Regions from separate parts of the Sus scrofa genome. Here region 1 is linked to region 2. Evidence: chromatin contacts called from public HiChIP or PLAC-seq data. All regions are on one chromosome and are shown on one strand. The core of a region is the stretch at or near the end of the contact, and the rest is flanking DNA. Distances in the headings are between cores, read along the strand shown. Region 1 has its middle 340 kb from the start of SLC30A5. Region 2 overlaps LOC102159645 (a long non-coding RNA gene).

Region 1 (6,654 bases), core at 1,158-3,657, 230 kb before region 2:
AATTTACTTAATTGCTGATGTTCTGATTAATCACTGATAAAGCAGAGAAAATAATATCTTTCTTGCAGAGGTATTGAGGGGGATATGTGATTTTTGCACATAAGGCCTACTGGCACAATATGTGAAACTGGTAGGCACCCCATGATGACAGCTTTTAGACTGATGAAACTATGCATGTCTGAATTGCCTCTTCAGGTCATTTGAATCTTCATATGGGATGACCAGGAATTGTGACATGTCTGAGGCCCAAAGTAAGTTATGCAGGGCACTCTCTTGACTAGAGTGTATGTAGTTTTTTCTTTTCTCTTTTTTTCTGGCTGCACACACAGCATATGGAAGTTCCTGGGCCAGGGGTCACATCTGAGCCACAGCTGTGACCTATGCCGCAGCAGTGACAATGCCAGGTGCTTAACCCCCTGTGCCACAATGGGAACTCCAAGTTATGCAGTTTTGAATGCCAAGTGTATAACAGTAATAATTTAAGAAAACATTTTTTCTTTCCATGGCTGCACCTGCACCATATGGAAGTTCCCAGGCTAGGTGTCGAATCAGAGCTGTAGCTGATGGCCTACTCCACAGCCACAGCAACAGGGGATCTGAGTTCTGTCTGTGACCTACACCATAGCTCATAGCATCGCCGGCTCCTTAACCCACTGAGTGAGGCCAGGGATCAAACTTGCAATCTCATGGATACTAGTCAATTCATTTTTGCTGAGCTATGATGGGAACTCTTTAAATGATATCATTTAAAGTGTGAAAAAAATCTTACTGCAGGAATGTGAATTTGCAATTGAAACCCTCAGTCCTCAAACTTTGGTTCTATAAGCAGCAGTCTAGAAATGTAATTAAGTCTTTAAGGTGAGTAGCTAGGAAGATCGCACTTCGAACCTAAATTCTCACACTTGTAAATGGTATAGTTTTGGTCAAATTGCTTGTGCTCTCTAAGCCTCTGTTTCTTCCTGTATGAAAAAGGGCCCTTCATATGGTTCTTATAGGGATTAAGTAAGTTAGTAATGAGTTATTGAGTACATGTACAATAAACATGAGCTGTTATTATTATGTTAATATTAAAACACACAGCTGTTTAAACAGTAGCTTGCTAACAAGGAAGAAATACATCTTTTTGCAGGCAAACTCTGTGTAAGAGTTCACTGACCTGCAGTGGTTTACACAAAGGGTAGCAAATGCCGTGGATGTGATGTGGTATTCTTTTTTTTTTTTTTTTTTTTTTTTGTCTTTTTGCTATTTCTTTGGGCCGCTCCAGCGGCATATGGAGGTTCCCAGGCTAGGGGTCGAATTGGAGCTGTAGCCACTAGCCTACGCCAGAGCCACAGCAACGCGGGATCCGAGCTGCGTCTGCAACCTACACCACAGCTCATGGCAACGCCGGATCGTTAACCCACTGAGCAAGGGCAGGGACCGAACCCGCAACCTCATGGTTCCTAGTCGGATTCGTTAACCACTGTGCCACGACGGGAACTCCTGATGTGGTATTCTTTTATAATTACTGCAATGGCTTATGTGAAGACCATCTATATGCTAGTACAATAGTGACAAATTAGCTTACAACAAAGCATCATTAATATATATATAATTATATACATATAATTATATATTATAATAACGTAGTATAGAATACATAATATGTTGATAGCATAAATATATATCAGTATGTATAATATATATGTATATCATTGTCATCTCATTGCTTAAAAGACTGTTCACTCTGGGGTTAAGACTCTTTCTTTGAGTCAGGGTGGGCTGTGGTTAATCATAGTGTTCTTTATTGATTCTTTTGCACCTTAGGTGGTTTTCTTTTCTAGGTACCTGTGTATGGGAGTTAGAGGAAGTAGGATATGGTTAGTGACTTATTTTTAGATCTCATATAACTCAGCTTTGCCTCTGTTATTACAATTCCAGACACCATAGCTTCCTTGGTTACCCTTGCTTTGCAAGCTCCTTTTACACTTTGTGGTAAACCAATTGATCATTGAGGCTGAAGAAAATGAAGCATGCAGAGAGAACGGCTGAGAACTATGTTTCCTTCACTGACCTTAAAGTGGAGGAGTGACTCAGACCTGGGTGAGTCTTAAAATAGGGATGTTCTTCCCCCTGAAGCTGTAGGGATTAGTGCTGTGGGCCTGGGAGTTCCTGAAATGAGTGCCTCCCAGGGCACTTCCCCAGGGCACCGCGTGGGCCCCTGCACCTTCCTGGAGGAGGGTGGGACCCTTGGTTCCCATGGACCCCCTTCCTGCCACCTGCCATATTTGAGCTCCCCAGATCCTGGGGGAGGCAGAGAGAAGAAAGTGGGGTTCCCAGGCAACAGAGCACCACAGAGAAGCCCAAGGCAGGTCCGCATAGCCACAGGGGAATTGGCTGTAGCAAGGGAAAACCTCCTCTCTGTAGTTGCAGGCATGATGCCCAGTCACCCGTCACAAGCCCATCCAATCCTTTCAGAGGCAGATTCTGCCTGGGATGTTCTGTTACTTTCTCAAGAATATTGTTTGTAATTAAGAGCCTAAAATCATAAGTAAATTTTCCTCTCGTTTTCTCCTTACAGAGTGGAAAATCTTACAAAGTTCTTCTTCTTCTTCTTTTTTTTTTTTGTAAAAATATTTATGGACGTTTTGGGGCTATTTCTAAACCAGGTTGATATTAAAGACAATCCTTTCTGGGAGTGCTGACCAGTGGCCTATTCAAGTTTGAAGGAAGATAATCTGAAAAATGTACACTTTATAGGGAGAAGAAACCTGGAAAGCAGTAATGCCAAAGGGGAGCTGGGGTGATAGTGATCAGTTCCCGAACAGCCAGACAGCAATGAGAGAAGGCAGCACGAAAGGCCAGACCTATTCTGGGACGCATACCCTGAGTCACGGAGTAACAGAGGCCAGAGGTGACAGCTGGTCTCTTGGCTCCTCAGAGAGCAAGCATCTGGAATATCACTTTGATTTTATGAAGCTTAGTTTAGGGGCATAGAACCTTTGGGAATTGGAGAAGGGCAAGGAGAAGAAATCGTTGGAGGTATGGAGGACTCAGGGAATCTGATCAGAGGAAAGATTAAAGGAGCAAAGAATGGGTAGATAATGGGGGAATGGTAATAATCTACTAATTCCTGATGCCTCAGAAGGCAAGGATTGTTATAATAGGAGATGGTATAATTAGAAGACAAGATGGGAATTGAAAGGCTGAATAGCATAAGAAAATGCTCTGGCCAACTGTATTAGTTTACACAATAGGACCACCATTTCCCAAGAAAATTCAGTGTGTGTGTGTGTGTGTGTGTGTGTGTGTGCGCGTGCGTGTAAGGTCCCCATTGTTGAGATATTTGAAAGTAGATTTTCAGTACAATGGTACCATATAGGTCTCTGGATCGTAGACCATTGAAGCACAGTGATCCAATCTATAAAGCCTCAAGAATAGAGCCATACATGTATATTTTGTAGTTTCATTGCTTGGTCAAAGTGAATTAGACCTGTGGTCACCTGACCTCTAAACTTGGCAATAGGTGTCTGAATGTAGCTTCTAGAACTCAGAGCCTTAGTGAATGAACCTCAAAATGCTCCTCTAAAATGTAGGCTTTTTTCAGAAGATTTTGACTTGATACTTACAATTTCTTCTGTGATGAGAAAAGGAATTCAACCAAGGCCAAGATGTAGAGCTCTTAATCTCTCATGGAGGAAGCATGGTCCATCCATGGAGGATGCAGGGAGTACCAGAGAGTGAAGTAGAGGCAAGGACCCCGTTCTGGCAAAGAACCTATCAATAACTTTGACATATGAATTCTAGAGGATGCCATGACATGGGTGGTTTCTGTTACAGGACTGGAGATCTGGTTAATGTGGAAAAGTGTTTGAAAATCCATGGAAGGTGACACATTGCCTATACAAGCAGGGATTTTGATTTGGACTAAAATAAGCTGCCTTTTGTTAATTCCAATTTCAGAAACAGAAGTTTGCTGCTAGGTTTGGAGGACAGCTGGGAAAAGCCTCTGGACTTGGATCCATCCATACAAGCCTTCTCAGACATCAGGGGCCTATAAGGGGCCAGCCATTTTCGCTGTCTATTTTTATTTATAAATAAGTCCTACCTCCCAGGTGCTGGAAAGCTAATCCAGGCTGACAGATTTCCTTACTTGACTGCCTAAGGCTTTCAATGGCCTATGTCACTGCTATTAATAGTAAACTCTATATTCTTAAAGAACTTTCCTGTCTGCTCTGCCAGTCCTGGGACAGACCTTGGTGAGAAAGATCAAGTTGGGGTTAGACTGGAGGAAGACAGAAGCAATTAAGTAGAGGGACAGGGAGGCACCAAAAGAAGAAAAGCCAGGAATTTCTTGAGGGAAATTAACCTTAAGATGACTTTGAAACTTTCCTTGATACATTCTTCTAGCAATTGGTTTTAAAGTCTACATAATACAAGAATTAAGGACCTCAACAGGACCCATGGGTAGATGGAAAGTGATTCTGATTACCAGATTAGTTGGCCTCTACGAGAAGGGGACTCAAGAGCTGATCTTGTTGAGTGAGCTTTTTCGGCTCTCTTTTTCTTAAGCAATATTTTGCTTAAAACAGAGCAATATGTACCTTTTTGCTAGTCTCTTCCTTTAGTTTTCAAAGAGCATTGCATATTTGGGGAGAAATTCCAGTCAGTTTTGGTATTTTTGTGTTTTGCTTATTTATCCTACTGTGGCCCAAGGTCTCAAGCAGATATTGTACAGTGCCTCCAAACCCTTTAGAAGCAAAACCTTTATTAATGGAATTCTGGGAAATAGAATTTATGCTTAACTCCTAGTTAAACATAAAACCCCCTTTGCTTTAATCCTTGATGTTGCAATCCTTTTTAAAATGTTTCCGTTTGCTTTTTTGTCTATGCACAGTACATGGACACGATCTAGTCTTGCTTTGATGATTCAGCATCTTGCAGGCCTTCAGTTCTAACAATGTTTTATGCTTAGAGGAGAGGGTACAGAAGATTGGAATGAGTCTAAGCCTTGTCTGAAAAGGCTCTTTTATCTAATCGTGTTTGAATCCTGAGGCTGACTGGCATTCAGTTCTGAAATCCTGCGGGTCTCCAGCCTCAAATGCTGCTACTCCTGTAGCAGGGCCAGAATGAATTGTTTGCTTCCACCTGACCTCCTCTTAGGAAAATTATGAACTCCTGATAATAAAAGACCAGCAGGGGAGCTGTGTCTATAAGCAAGACAAAACCCCTAGAGGACTATTCCCCGGGGGCATGGCTGGGTGCTGCCTCCCTAGGAGGCCTGAGACCATGTGCTCCTGAGTTTCTGTCTTGACAAGCAAGAGACCTGGGTGGGCCATGAGGTACATAGAGGATCCTAGCTCTTTTCCAACACAAAGGGCTGAGGAAGTGTAAATGTGTTCATTTACATGGAGTAGTGGAGTTACACCATGGTCTGTCTTGGTGCGCCCTGTGAGGTCAAGGATAAGTGCCAGGTTGGAGGACATAAATAGCCCATCCAAAGACAATTTTTAAAATCTCTTCTCTCTCGTCCTTTCCATTCTAGTCGCCAGAGTGATGACAATGTGGGACACATGAGAAGGACAAGAACACAATAGTAGGTCAGGATTCCTATTTGCCTCCACTTCTTTGGCTTATTGTAACAACAAAGAGAGAACTCACTGCATCAGAACTGCTGCACAACCCTCTTTCAGCCACAGGATTTACAACATTTATGAAGTAAATGGCAAAATCAATTAGAGCTGGGTCAAGGACAACGGGAGTTAGCCAAGGGAGCCCCGTGGTTCCTTGCTTGTCATGAATGATGTATAGAATGAGGTAATGCAATCAAAATTAAGTGAGAGCTGCAGAGTCACTTTCCACACAGCTGGGAGTGAAGCTTTTTGATGACTATATGATTTTAAAAAATGTCCTGGAGCATCAGAAGGCCTGAATTCTAGAATCGCATTACTTTGCAATCTTATGTCACAGGTATATTTGGCTTTCAAGGAAGCAGACTGTCTTCAAGGGGGAATGCCACAGATACTGACATTGGGAAGTTTGGGAAAGACTTTTACTCCCCATTTATCTGAACCATCCAACCTAGAGAATCAGCACAATTGCTATTGGAAACTGGGGAATGGAAAGGTGTGGTTGGAGAGGATAAAAAGTGAAAATCTGAAATGGGGCCATGTGTCTTGAGGGAATTAATTGGCCAAAGTAGAGTTTATAAAAAGAGCAGCCTCCACAATCCGCTTAGAACCAGGACTTTTACCTGCCTTGGGCTTTCTTTACTTGATGTTTACTGTCAGCTGCCTTTTCTGGCTCATGGACTTTGCTTCTTAGGAAGGGGGTGCGGGAGGGATACACGGGTTAGCCCCCTGTTCTGGCTGTGTAGCCTTGGGTCTCATCTCATTCCCTCTCATCTGGAGAGGGAACATCTGCCACAAACAGTGGTTTTGAAAATTGATGTAGTGTCAGTGGACAACAAGTATTTCTCTCCTTCCCTCTATTTTCCCTCTCTCTCTTCTTTTCTTATTGACTTCCCTCATTAGTATTCTAGTAGATGCCTACCTTGAAGCCGATGAAGCTTCTGCTTGTAAAGTGGACCTGTTCTTTTTGGAAACTCTGATTTAGCCAATTAGTTCCCTTTGGAGCAATATATTCTTAGGTTTATGAGAGAGAGGGGAAAGAGAG
Region 2 (6,978 bases), core at 1,159-3,658:
CAAAGGTCGGGCTAGTGGGAGAAAGGCATTGGAAAACAGTCATTGAAGGGAAATGAATTGTCCAGCTCAGATGATGTTAACCTACTTGTGATCCTGACCTGCATTTTAGTACCATCCTCGTTTGGAAATCTGGACTGGAAAGCAGTATGAGAAAGAGATATAACTGGTTCTAAGATGTGAGCTCGTGGCGATTTTCAATTTTCACAAATTGTTCTGTTTAAGGATTTGCAGAGGGACTTGGAAATCGATGTTATCGAGACTGCCAACTCAGATGCACCTAGGCATCACTAATATATGAAATAACCTCAAATTTCTTTGAAATTTCTATGTATAATAACTCTGATCCCCTCTTCTCACTGAGAAGAGAAGTCTATCCTTTCTTTTCTGGCCATTGCTCATGAGAAGACTGAGAACCCAGGTCCACATAGGATAACACAGTTACTCACGGAAAAAGATGACAGCTCTCGCTGTGTCCCTACTGAAAGCATTAATCCATCAGTCTAGTACAAGCACAGAGGCTGTTGCCACCAGCCATCTGGGACTGGGCAGGGGGGGGGTTGGCTGGGCAGAGTGCACCTCCCTGGAGTATCATGTTCCACAGGGCCAGGGCAAGAAGGATTTCAGCAAGGCAAGTCTTTGTGCTCAGTCTGCTTTCTCACATACCCAGCTATATTCCATGGGGCACAGCCATGGCATGAAGATGACTGAGTCAGGAAAGGACAATATCAGTGCCAGACCAGCTCTCCTCTTGGACAGTCTTAACCCTATTCTCGAACTAAAGGCACTCAATGGACCTGATGGTGAGTTCCCCCTTAAGTCCCACCCCAGTGACTTTTCCTGCTAAATTCATTCAATTAAAAACATTTCAGTATTTCACAGATGTTCTAACTAGGAGTACCTAAAATAAGGACTTTGAGTCTTGTTTCTTTTCAACTGCCAAAGAATCTCCCAAATCACATTATAAATACAGGATTTGACCTTGAAGGAGTGTCCATTAGTGTATTGAATGCCCTTGCCAGTAGCGGTCAAAAACTGAGACTTTGTCAAGTCAGGAAACACCCTATTAGAACTCTTCCACAAGGACACTGGGTAAACACTAGCCTCACATCAACTGAGCCTCTCATATAGTGCAGCCCAGAACAAAGTTGTATGCCTCAAAGTGACCTGATAACTAGAATCAGAAGTAGCAATATTTAAATGACCTTTATCAAACAGTAATAAAAAAACAGTAATTTTCAGTCTTACATCATTGGGCCATAAAGACAGAGTAATAGTTGGTGAGAACCGACTACAGGCTGAGCTCTTCCACACGTGTCATCCTTATTAATACTCGTTGAAAAGGAAAGGGTACAGGGAAGAGCAGAGTCCCCAGATATGCAGATACTAAGACAGTCCTAACACATTTTGTCTCATTAGAAAGCTAAGGCTTGGAGAAGCTAAGGAACCTGTCCAGGTTCACACAGCCAGTACATAGCAGAGCTGGGATTCAGAATCAAGTCTTTGTAACTTCAGCATCTGTGTCTTAACCCCTACATCCTAGAGAACCTATGGCTTGTCAGTGAAATAAGTGGTTAACTCATCAAATTGGCATACATGTAGAAAACATAAGAATGGGGTCCATCTAAGACTCTATATCTTTTTCTCTTCATATCTCTATTTCATGCCAGGTGTGTCTTGGTGATTAATGCTTCTGAAGTTCTGAGTGTGTCCAGATGATCTGCTATCTACAGAACATAAATGGGAAATTTCAAGATGGTGTTCTTTAACAGGCTTACCACCAAATGCTGTCAGAAAACTAAAATTGTCCAGGCTATTTTGAGACCAAGTTTTATCCAGATTCTCCCCAAAGTAAACTGACGTTCATGAATCTCAGAGCTGTTCTTTGCCTCACATTTTAGTTGGAGTCATATGGCTAGAGTTTGTGCTCAAATTCATGTTCCTTGGTTGACGCTAACCCTTCTGAAAAGCATAGTGGAATTACATGGTCACAGGTGAAAGTGGGGGCCTGCACTCACAAGTTCAAAATAAAGGCAAGGCAAGTTTGACTCGAATATGAACACAGTACCAGGAATAAAATTAGAAATTGCCCATTTTATGTTTATACGCCTCATAGGCTGACAGTGGATATAGCTTGTTTACTTTTAAGTATAAATTACCAAGTTTTCCCACCTTGAGATAGGAACCTGACTGTGAGACAAAATCTTCTCTTCTTCTCTCCTTTTGTAACAAGTAGAGGTGGCTTGGTGAAATGTGTGTTAGTTTTTATTCCAGGTGAGAAAGTAGAAGTAAGCCTGTAAATTTTGAGTAATGCATCCAAGATGCATCTGAGACTAGTCTGGACGGGACACTAATATAAATAGTAACAAGGACCATAAATGTCACCACTCCCTAAGCTGCCCCATTATTGGCACTTGACACTTGGCCCTGGGTCCTAGAGCCCTTATGGTCGCTGTGCAGCCTGGGAAGTGATGCAGGGTGACACACATGGAGAATCTTTTCTTGGAAATGGGTTTGGAGGACAGCCTATTGTAAACAATAAGCCCTTGTGTGTGTGAATGAAAATAAACTCAGACAGTGCATAGGGTTACGGTTATGTGTTGAAAGGCAAAAATCCACCACCTGTCACCTATCCACAGGCCCTGACCAGAGCATTTGCCTGAGTCTGGAATCCCATTCTAGGACCTTGGACTAAGTGATCAGACATTTCTTTACAAGAGTCCAGTGACTTAGAGATAGACTCCCATGGAATTTAAACTTGTTTAAAAAAACACATAATTTGGGAGTTCCCATTGTGGCTCAGTGGTAACAGACCTAACTAGTATCCATGAGGATGCAGGATCAATCCCTGTCCTCATTCAGTGCATTAAGGATCCAGTGTTGCTGTGATCTGTGTAGGTTGCGGACATGGCTCAGATCCCACATTGCTGTGGCTGTGATGTAGACCAGCAGCTGCAGCTCTGATTCAACCCCTAGCCTGGGAACTTCCATATGCCATACATGCAGCTGTAAAAAGCAAAAAACAAAACAAAACGAAACAAAACAAAAAACCAAAACAACAACAACCCCTGAAAAACATAATTTGGGCATGTATTTTAATAAAGAAAGCCATGTTGTATGAGGCAGTCACGTAATCTTTCATCTGTCAGCCTGTTACCGGTTACCCAAATGCCACAGTGGATAGGCTACACTGGGTCAGCTTTCATATATTTCCCTCCAGTCATTGTACATGATATTATCCAGTCACAGCATGTCTGTTGGCCCCAAGCTGTATGAGTGAGAAATATGACAAGCTCTCCAGCTTTATCCCTCCAGACAGATAAACATCATAATTTTCTATCATTGCTTTTGATTCTAAAGTTTCTGTTAAGCAAATAGCATTTATGGCCCAGAAAATTGTATATATGGGTCAGGATGTTATTTCTTTTCCTCCCTCATAATGTACATCTCAGTTGAAATGTTTCCTTCCTGCCTTCCTTTCTCACGTTGCACAGCTAGAGTTCTGGAGTTGACTGTATAATTTCAAGAGGATAATTTTCTATCAACGTAAAGCTCTTAGGAGGACTCAGGGAAAAGTATTTTGGCACTTACTTAGGAAGAATTACTATGCTGGTTGCAGTAACATTTTGGAAATAAGAAGTGTCTTTAGTCTCATGATTACATAAATTTCTACTTGGCAAACAAGGATTGTTCTGGCATTGTGGTCCTAGTATTTAAGACACCATCTTTTTTTTTAACCTAAATTCCTTTTCTGTGAATCTGCATTGTCAGTAAGGACATAACCCAGGGGGTACTGGCTGTAATTTTATTGCTCAAGCTGACGGACAATGCAAGGGTCCAGGGGACTCAAATGTTTTAAGTTATTTTATGTGGTACAGAGGACTGGAAAGAGGGCGGTGTCCCAGCTTTTCATCCAGTTGGCTGGTATACAGCTACTGAAGAGAGCTCTAGGGCACACAGGGGAAGCATGGCTCCTGCATTTTCATAATAGGCTTTCAGAAATAGGAACCTTTCTGGTAGCAAATGAGTCCCAATGGCAGCTTAACACTCCAAAATGAGTTAGAACTTTTACCCTAAGTGTAGGTTCCCAGGGTATGCTCTGTGGGCCCCTGGAAAACTACAGCTTTGCAAAGGGTGAGAAATTCACAATTGGGGAGAAAATTACCTGGATGACATGTCTCAAACAATTGTGTCCTAGGTCATCTAATGTAGTGGTTAAGGATCTGGACCCTGACAGGTTCAAGTCCTGGATATGGCTCTCCCTGGATGTATGGTCCTAAACACGTGATTTCAGCTCTGAGTCCTTCAGTTTCTTCATTTCTGCAAAATGTGGGCAAGTGTTATTCACATAGTTAGGACTCAATACATTTTACCTTTTTTTTTTTGCTTTTTAGGGCTGCACCTGTAGCATATGGAGGTTCCCAGTCCAGGGGTTGAATCAGAGCTGCAGCTGCCAGCCTATGCCACAGCCATCACAATGCAGGATCTGAGCTGCATCTGCAACCTACACCGCAGCTCATGGCAACTCCGGATCCTTAACCCACTGAGTAAGGCTAGGGATTGAACCTGTCTCCTCATGGACACTGGTTGGGTTTGTAACCCACTGAACCACTATAGGAATTCCCTAGTTATTGTTATTATTTGACAGACATACATGTGGCTGCCATCATGATAAATTAAAAAGACATTCACTTGAATATGATTTCTTGGCTACTCTCTGCAAATAAATACAGTTTCAATGGATAGACACCAAATGCAGGATTACCATTACATGGGAGGCCCTCATTCTCAGGAAGGGGTGGAAGGAATAAAGAGGTGAGGCTGAATTATCCTAAAATAGAGAAAAAAATATATATGTCAGACAAGGCCAACATCTTCCATTTGGCACAATAGACAGAATCTAGGACTCATGATATTTGCAGGGGCTCTTAAAAATGTTCTTTTAAAATTAGAAGAGGTGTTTTAATATGTACTGTTAATACATTCATCTTTATGTGTATCATTTTTAATATTCTTATGGAGGAAGGGGACAATGAAGACAGAACTACCAAGGCCCACAGATTCATAATGAGGCCCTGACTGCAGGTGTCTCTGTTACATCTCTTCATGCACTTCTCTGTGTCCCCTACTGAATGGGGAGGTCTTCGAGCAGAGGTTGCAACTTCTTGGCAGTTATACATGCAAACCCTGTCACATAATAGGCAGCCAATAAATGTATGATAAATGAAGGATATGATTAGCATTTCACAGCACATGCAATAAGCATGATGCCCTGGAAAGGAGGTTGTTACTAAGTCTCTGAGTCAATCCAAGGGCAGCCTAGAAGTGCAGTTGGAAGTGGTATCTAATGTTAATGGATGAAAATTCAAAAGGAGGCAAAAGTCATTGAGCAGGGCAAAAGAGAAAGAGGGAGAGATTATTCTGTTTTCTTTGGATTTTCCTTAGAGTAGTCTTTGCATAAAAGACTGGAAGTTTAAATCCAACTGGGGTACAGCGCCTGGGAAGGGAGCCCTGAGACATGGGTCCTGGAAGAGTCAGGCGGTTTGCAGCAGAGGAGAGCAGCATGGCTATTGCAGACATTCCACATCCTCTCACCCCTCCCTTAGAGCTCTTCTGGGTCCTCCGCTGCCTGAGGCCAGGGAAGCGAGAAAAGTACTTGGAGGACAACATCTCCAGGAAGCCAAATTCTGTAAGGTAGCTAAGAACCAAATCCAATTGGAGTCAAGTTGAAATGCCAAGGTTCTGCCAGAACTCACTGCAAATGGGACGTACTTCATGGGATACAGGGATGCCGTAGAGGTGGTCTGTTCAGAGGGGGAAGAATTGGGGAGAAAATTTTAAAAAAATCAAGGTAACTACAGTCTTTGGGGAAAAGGAAAATATTTCTACTTTGGACTTTTAGGTGAATCTCCTTTGCTTCCATTCCTGTATATTTCAAATATATTTCAAATACAGTGAGATCTATTTACAACAGGGGCTATTATACAGAAATCAAAATAAGTAACAGTATGAATGATTCTTAGCAATTAAATATTTAATTTTAAAAGTCCTAAAGTATTACCAATAGCATGATAATATTGAGAAATTTTTATATGGAGAATTGTCAGCATATGCAACCAGCAAGAAGACTAGAATTTCCTCCATGTACTCACCATTCAGCTTCCATCTTGGCCCCTCTGGCTTCATCTATGTCTTACCTGTCTACCCCTCCTTTATTATTTTGAAGAAAATCTCAGATATCAGAAAGTGCCATCTTTATAATGTTAAAAGTAACTAAAATTAAAAAAAAATATTTTCAGAGTTCCCGCTGTAGGGCAGTGGGTTAAGAATCTGACTGCAATGGCTTAGGTCACTGCAGAGGCATGGGTTCAACCCCCAGCCTGGCCCAGTGGGTTAAAGGATCCAGTGTTGCTGCAGTTGCAGTGTAGGTCATAGTGGCTCAGATTCAATCCCTGGAATCTTCCATATGCCTTGGATAGAAGTAGATTACTGCCTGGGATTTTTTTTAATTGAAGTACTGTTGATTTACTATGTTGTGTTAGTTTCAGGTGTATAGCAAAGTAATTCAGATATATATATATATATAGATATATCGATATATAGATATACACATGTATATATACATATATATATATATATATTCTTTTTAAGATTCTTTTCCCTTATAGGTTATTACATATTGAGTATAATTCCCTTAGTTATGTGTTTTATATATAGTAGTGTGTGTGTGTTAGTCCCAACTGAGATTTTGTTTTGAATGGCCAGTTCTGGGTACTTATTACCTTGTTAAAAATAATTGAGAACTAACTATACACATAAAAGAAAATCATTTAAGAACCAACAGGAGGGAGTTCCCATTGTGGCTCAGGGCATTAAGAACCCGACTAGTATCCATGAGGATGCAGGTTCAATCCCTGGCCTTTCTCTGTGGTCAAGTATCTGGCATTGCTGTAAGTTGTGGAATAGGACAAAGATGCAGTT

The links. HiChIP or PLAC-seq counts read pairs in DNA pulled down with a chosen protein or histone mark.
Region 1: a contact with region 2 is called in an H3K27ac HiChIP or PLAC-seq map of skeletal muscle. The contact joins two enhancer-like sites. A contact is called at or near these places in 1 of 47 Hi-C or Micro-C datasets (brain) and 1 of 2 datasets of contacts at active chromatin or transcription factors (skeletal muscle).

What each region holds. Positions count from the first base shown.
Region 1 is chr16:46,943,389-46,950,042 of Sscrofa11.1, reverse strand. No RefSeq gene overlaps it. Among named protein-coding and RNA genes, the nearest start is that of SLC30A5, 340 kb to the left of the region's middle. Within about 2 kb of position 2,407, at least 8 of the 83 cell types and tissues checked have an H3K27ac peak or open chromatin away from gene starts, as enhancers often do. A contact at or near this core is called in skeletal muscle, where this site is marked.
Region 2 is chr16:46,709,086-46,716,063 of Sscrofa11.1, reverse strand. The region is part of intron 2 of LOC102159645 (a long non-coding RNA gene); the gene reads left to right. Among named protein-coding and RNA genes, the nearest start is that of PIK3R1, 280 kb to the right of the region's middle. Within about 2 kb of position 2,408, at least 1 of the 83 cell types and tissues checked has an H3K27ac peak or open chromatin away from gene starts, as enhancers often do. A contact at or near this core is called in skeletal muscle, where this site is marked.